Regions from separate parts of the Danio rerio genome. Here region 1 is linked to region 2. A link is a contact called in public Hi-C data. All regions are on one chromosome and are shown on one strand. The core of a region is the stretch at or near the end of the contact, and the rest is flanking DNA. Distances in the headings are between cores, read along the strand shown.

Evidence for each region. Hi-C and Micro-C count contacts between places; a contact is called where the count stands out from the background.
Region 1: a Hi-C map of embryo shows a contact between it and region 2, with 2.2 times the contacts expected there. The contact joins the enhancer-like site here to the promoter of gb:ex154042 in region 2. A contact is called at or near these places in 6 of 18 Hi-C or Micro-C datasets (caudal fin, embryo, gastrula embryo and 2 more) and 1 of 4 datasets of contacts at active chromatin or transcription factors (caudal fin).

What each region holds. Positions count from the first base shown.
Region 1 is chr6:31,528,996-31,532,708 of GRCz12tu, reverse strand. The region is part of intron 5 of gb:ex154042 (expressed sequence EX154042); the gene reads right to left. The region is part of intron 18 of evi5b (ecotropic viral integration site 5b); the gene reads left to right. Among named protein-coding and RNA genes, the nearest start is that of gfi1ab, 19 kb to the right of the region's middle. Within about 2 kb of position 2,263, at least 4 of the 62 cell types and tissues checked have an H3K27ac peak or open chromatin away from gene starts, as enhancers often do.
Region 2 is chr6:31,470,746-31,474,113 of GRCz12tu, reverse strand. gb:ex154042 (expressed sequence EX154042) reads right to left here and starts at 1,994. Exons shown (of 6, transcript XM_073954182.1): 1 at 1,844-1,994; 2 at 1,611-1,704; 3 at 472-643; 4 at 247-325. The coding sequence starts at 1,900. It also overlaps a transcript of glmnb not described here.

The sequences.
Region 1 (3,713 bases), core at 1,014-3,513, 58 kb before region 2:
CTACAGAACATGTTGAATTAAAATCAAAGGCCCCTGAAGTGAAGAAGATGTATAAAGAGGTAGCAGTTGTTATATTTAGATAGACAATAACAATCTTTTATAATTCAGTCCTTTATTTTTTTCATATTGAAAAATGTGTGTGTGCTGCTGCACATCCCTGTGTGTTTGTTATTTGGCTTGTGGACACTGTCACAGTGTAGAATGGTGTGAAGGCAGGCTTACAGTCAGTGTTAGAATGGGAAAAGCTACCCGCTTATCAGAATTTGATGAAAAGATTCATCAAAAATCTCAGAAACGGCACACTTTCTGTGTTGTTCATAGGTTGTTTTAGATATGTATGTTTCAAAAGTGTTGAAGAGATGATAAACCGACGTTCAGCAGTGTGTTGTCCACAACTCATTCCTCATGCCAAAGGGAAGTGGAGATAATTGAGCATTGTTTATAGCAACTGCAAGGCCACACAGTCTGACATATCACCAGCATTTACAACAGTGGTGACAAGGCCAATGTGCCATAGCTTGCAGTTTCAATATAGACTTTCATTTAACACATAGGCCTGTGTAGCCTTTGACCCAGTTTTGTCCTCATGGTAAACATGCATGAAAACCATTGCCAAAAATGCATAAAATGGGCCCAGGTTCACAAAGGCTGGACTACTTGGAAGAAAGTGGCCCGGTCTGATGAATCAAGATTCCTTGGACATCACTTTGATGGCTATATGAAGATTAAAAACAGAGCGGATGGCTCCTGGATACACTGCTGGGAAACACGGCAGTGGTTTTATGCTGTGGGTAATCATTTCTTGGGACTTACTATGCCTATATCTCAACAACACAATCCCTGACACATGCCAGGTGCCTGTTGTGGAGCCAGTGGACCCAAAAATTGCAACAAACGATTCACCAACCCAGGCTGCCAGAATCATGAAGAATAGAACATGTTGATGAATTTATGTCAATGCATTGGCCTCCAAATTCACCTAACATGAGCCCGATCAAACATTTTTGGTCAAAAAAAAAAAAAAAAAAAAAAAAGTGAAAAAATCAGGTTCACGATGCATCACCAGCACTCAATACAATGTATAGAAACTGGAGATCCTGATGTTGACATTACGCTATATTACAGAAGACATTTTGCCACCTCAGCAAATCAATGCCTTGCTTTGTGGCTGCAAGCAGTTTATTGAAACATACATTAAATAATAAAAACAAAACTAATATTTTAAATAAACTATCTGCAGACATTTTGCAAATAGCTTCTTTCTGGTTTTCCTGCGTTTAATGCAGCCTTGAATGAAATCACGTTTCATTGCCATATTTCTATGACTGAAAAACTAATTTCAAGTGATTACACAAGACATGATGCATTTCAGAAAATTTTAATATTTCTTTTAAATGTTTTGCGATTTGATTTGATAATTTTTTTTCAACTATTTGTAAAGAAGAAATTATACAATTATCGTCTTTTGGATGAAACGTTAAACCAAGGTCCTGTCTCTCTGTGTTTATTAAATATCCCATAGCCCTATTTTGTAAAGAGTAGGGGTGTAACCTCTGTGTCCTGGCCAAATTCCCTCCATCGGCCCCCATCATGGCCTCCCAATCATCCCCATCTACTGAATTGGCTCTGTAACTGTTTCTCCACTCCACCAGTAGCTGGTGTGTGGTGAGCGCACTGGCTGCCATCACATTATCTAGGTGGATGCTGCACACTGGTGGTGGTGTGGAGAAACCCCCCTCTTGATTGTGAAGCGCTTTAGGTGTATGGCCAATCAATGTACTATATAAATACACATTACATTTACATTACACTACAATCACATGGTCTGTCTGTCATGCCACATTAAATAGGGTCAAAACAACAGTTTTGAATTTCATAATCAGTCTGATTTTCATAATAAAATTTGATATATTGGAAAATAATTAAAAGTAACAGCACAATAAATGTGATTTATACAATTATAATAATTATTATTATAATATTGTAACTTTAACCAGAATTTTAAAATTGGTGCATTACAAGAATGAATGACAAATCAGACACATTCAAAAAAAGATTTTGCATACTTTTTAAAATTAAGTTCTTCTGATTTTGTCTGAGCAGCTGCAATCTTCATGAGATGGTGACACCACTAGAATACATTGAAAAGGACAATTAATTGGCAACAACATGTTTTCTGCTTGGGGGTCTCTGCAGCACTGGGGGCTGCTGAAGTGAGGAAGCCATTACTCAGACGCTTGATGTCCTGAGCTGCAGCCTGCCACCTGCTGATTTTATGCAGCTGAGCAGAAGGAAGTCAGCTAACTGCCTTTCCTTTATCACAACACTATAAGGGGGAGGGGGGAGAAACCTCAAGAAAAACACAAATTCTTGGAAGAAAGCTTGAGATCCCTCACCATCCCCATTCTCTGCGTATCAGAGTGCTGCATGCACAGCCGAACGCCAACCACAGGAATTGAAAACACTCTTCTCTGCTAAGTGTGCATGTGTTGATCTTACCTCACTACCTCTGTCACACCCCTTTTTGACATCTTCTCCTTTTTGACTCCTCATTCTATCCTGTGTGGCTTAGTGCAACTGTTCTGATACAGAGGAAAACGGCTTTTTTGCACCATGCTTGTAGTGTGAGAGTATTGATTCCCTTTTTGACAGGTGTAAATGAGGAGGGTAAACATGTTATGTAGTGGGTGCACATGTCTGTTCAATACCACAGCTCCCTCAAGGCTTTCAACAGCATCGGAAAAAAAACACAACAACTTTCATTGCCTTGTCTGTTCAGATTTAGGGCCCTACTATAATAACAGTTTGCTTAGAAGGAAAATAAATACGTTTGCAGTGATAGGGTTATTAAAAAACATGACTATCTGCTGAGAGTCATTTTTAGTTGTTTAAATTACAAAGATTGTCCTTGGGTTTTTAATATTTCAAAGGGCACCAATGATGAAAATCCTCTTTTGTCAGCTGTTTGGACAGAACTGTGTGTAGGTATAGTGTGTCCACAGTCATAGGAATGCCTTTTTAAAATTTCCTGACGTTAAAATAGGATTCAAATCCCTTTCTATCTTGATGCTCACAACATCGTGATGTAGGAGTGCGGTTTCCCCACCCACTGAATTGATTGACACACACATATTAACATGTTTCGTAGTAACGCACATCATATCCACAAGACAGGACGTGCGCAAAGCAACTGGGATTAAAAGATCTGTTAAGCTCTCTGTGATCATCAGTCATCATTAAATGTGATCAAGAATGAGTTTTACAAGTTTAAAACATTTTTTAAACCGTGCATGTTAATGAATTACAGCAATTTACTACAGCTTTATCACCACAGCTGTATGTTAGTATAATTATAAATGAAGATGCTTCAATCCCGATTTGTGGACGTTAAATCAGGTTTATTTTATACATTAACATAACAGATATTCATACAGCCGAGGATATTAATTTTTAGTTAGTCATATTTGTCATGCAAAAACAGTGCAAAGTTTAACGCGTGTGCTGTGTGTGTCCCCGCTGTGTGTGTGTGTATGTGTGCTTGAACTGTTACGACATTGTGTGTGACTCATCGATAGGTTTGAATAAACTCCTCAACAAATACAATAAATAATCATTGAGAGAGTTCTTACTGTAGTATTTCTCACAAACGTTACGTGAGATCTGCTTCATTCATGCCTGTCACTGTGCTGTTTATCTGACGCTGCTGAGGCAGA
Region 2 (3,368 bases), core at 745-3,244:
CATGTGCTTTTACTTCTGCGGGCATCATGTTCTTTACTTCTTATATGTGCTATGCTTCTACTGTGCGTCTATAATAAGAACAGCCCTTGATGTAAAATTTGAGTTAACCCTAAGAACTCATACATTTAAATTTTTATAAATTTATAAATTCGAATTAAAACACTACAGGAGAAGTATGACAGTTAACCAAAAATAAACAACAAATCCTTCACTCAAACTAAAGTGTACTACAGTATCACAACAAACCTTAGCGATGATCAGCATTCCATTCACTACTTCAGCAGTACTATGCACGGGAATGACTTTGAGGTTACAGCCAAGAAATCTGTTGCAAAAAAATCTAATATCAGAAAATGAAGCTTAGAAAACTACTGTGATTCAATTTCCAGATGCCCTGTCTAGAGCACTGCCTTTTTAGTATAGCTTGCTTACAAAATAAAGTTTTGCATTTGTGTTTTTCATCTCATGTACCTGTTCTGCACCAGTGATATAATCTCCCACTCTTTTTTTCCGTAAACTGGGGCTTGAAGCAGAAGAAAACTGTTTCTGTGGATCTGCACAAATCTTTCCATTCTCTCAAATGGTTCTACATTTTCAAGCTTAGCTGGAAACTCTTCAGGTGTCACAAGCAAGAAAGCTGTACCTGCGCAATAAAAAAGTCAAGAAAATGTAATGAGGGTCCACTGTATTTTAAACCCCTGTCCTACTGTCCATTTTGCTAATCGACTTTTGTTTTCTAACAAACTCAAAAGACCCTTTGATGCAATGTTTCTGTTCTCAGTACTGTTGTCCACCAGAAGCCACCTGAAGTTCTCAGTGGATCCCTAGCCTGTCAAAATAGAGATCTGTAGGCAATTGACATTGGGCCAACACAGTCTGCATTTTTGTCAAACAGCAAAATATAAGTAAATGTACATTTGACTGCAGTTAGGTAAAATAAAGGGCAGTTTGATGTCCTTAACTACACAGACTTCTCACAGATTAGTTCGGTTTTAGGGTGACGGTTTTGGTATGAGATTCAGTAAAATATATCTATAAATACAATCAATAACACTGATGTATATAATTTTTACTTTATAAATTAAACAATGATAAACATGATTGAGTTTTATAGCTATTCAGCCAAGAGCAGAGTACTTTAATGTATTTAAAAAAACTGCCCTAGCAAAGCCTAAGTCCCCATGTGTATGTGGGAGTTACTTTACTGACCAAAGAAAGTTTTATGAACATGAATTGACACCCTGTTTCAGTCATAACCCGTACATAGCAGTAGTAATAATTTATTTTATCATAAGTAATTGGTGATAGACTTCTTTAAAACACGAGTAACGCTTTTTTGAAGATGATGATGTTCTCTCCTTCGGGTTCAGTTTTTAGTTACGGCGCAGTTCGTTGCGCCCTCTGCTGATATAAGAGAAGACAGGCACTACTAGACTATTATTATGATAATCAGGAGATAAATGGCGGTCAGGCGGTTTTAAACGTACTTTAAAACACGATTAAACTGTTACTGGGATGAACAGTTTTTATAAGCGGGATGAAAATGCAGAAAACACCGTCTAAAAAGGGACCAAATTAGTTGAAAAAAATATAACGCCTTTACAAGTTACCTGACAAGGGGAAAACGAAGGAAGAGTCCAGAATGCTATCTGATCGGCGAATCCTGTGCTGCTGTGCTAAAAGCAGCCGTGAAGCCTCATCACACTGTAAAGACATTACGAAATAGAATAAAACATTTAAATACATCATGGATAAATCGGTCAACATTTGAGTAAATCCCTTAAATGGGATGTACGGCAAGCCATACATTCAGTAATGATTAACAATATTATTGAAAATGAACCTGCGAAGAGGAGCTGATTATAACTGTTGTTTTCCAAGATGTATTATCGCTGGCCATTTCCGATAATTTGGGCTGATTTTAAGCTAACTGTCAACTGAAGCAAACGATGGAAAGGGCGGGCAGTGTTGTATCGAAATCTGACTCCTTGGACAAATCTAGGGAAGTCGATTCCTCGACTCTCAATGGACCCACTACCGGAATCGACTCCAAGACAGGAATCGACTCCCAGAGTCGAGTGTTTTTTTTTATTTTTTGTTTTTTTTATACAAATCCTCTTGAATGAAGCAGTTACAATTTACAGTTATAATGCTCATTCCCGAGCATAATGAACACCATAGGCTTTTGAATTCACAAATTTTACGGTTTTGCTTTTGAATTTCGCGACGACGTAATATTAAAATAGTACGTGCTGCGCGATGAAGTTTATTCATTTTCTTTTCGGCTTAGTCCCTTTATTAATCCAGGGTCGCCACAGTGGAATAAACCGCCAATTTATCTAGCACATTTTTACACAGTGGATGCCCTTCCAGCTGCAACCCATCTCTGGGAATAATAAACTCATTAATCTTCATTAATTTTAGACATGGCATATACCGTATGATGAACAATACAAGCATGTAAAAAGTTATTTATACAGTATATATATATATATATATATATATATATATATATATATATATATATATATATGAAAAGTGTTTTTAAACTAAACAGATTTTTATTTGGTTTGTACCCAAATACATTTGCACATGTACTTCCTGAATTACTTCAAGGAATAAATAGCAATATTTCAAGAAGAGTTAATTAAATGAAAAAAAAACTACATTATTACATTTACCAAAAACAAAAATATAACATTACACTGAATTCATAATTTTTTTTGTGTGCCACCCCAAGATTTGGTGCGGCCTCTTCTGGCCACCCCTAAGACAATTTTCTGGGGGCGCCACTGCTAAAAACAAGACAACTTCCGCATTGAAGAATAAAGTCACTCCATATACCGATACCACAACGCATAATTCAAAGCACAAAAAGCCGGAATATCAAGCAAGACAAAAAGTGACGGATCTACGAAACTGTAAGAGGGCGGATTAATCGTTTGCATGCCTGGGTCTCTGTTCACGGTCCTCGGGGCGTGGTCAAAGCGTAGCGGCCGGATGGGCCGGATCGTCTGTCAATCAAACGGCCAACGGAGGGTGAGTTTGGGCGAGTTGTACCAGTCCACGGCCCTTTACGTGTCCCCCAGGCGCGCCTCGCACTCCCACGTCCTAGTACATGGTATTGTTTGGCGTTCTCGACATGATTTACACACAGAAGGCGGAAAAGACAGCTCTGGAACCCAGCAATCCCCTTGATTGGTCGTTCGTTGCCGCAATGCATTGTGGGAAGCACACTTCGCCCTTAAAAACGGCTACAAATGCAATAAAATTAAAATTTAAACAAGCAAAAATGACAGCACGTTGCTGGAAGAGCTGGGTGGCGTCTACCTTTGCAGTCTAGGCGACGGTTGAAAATGTGGCCTACC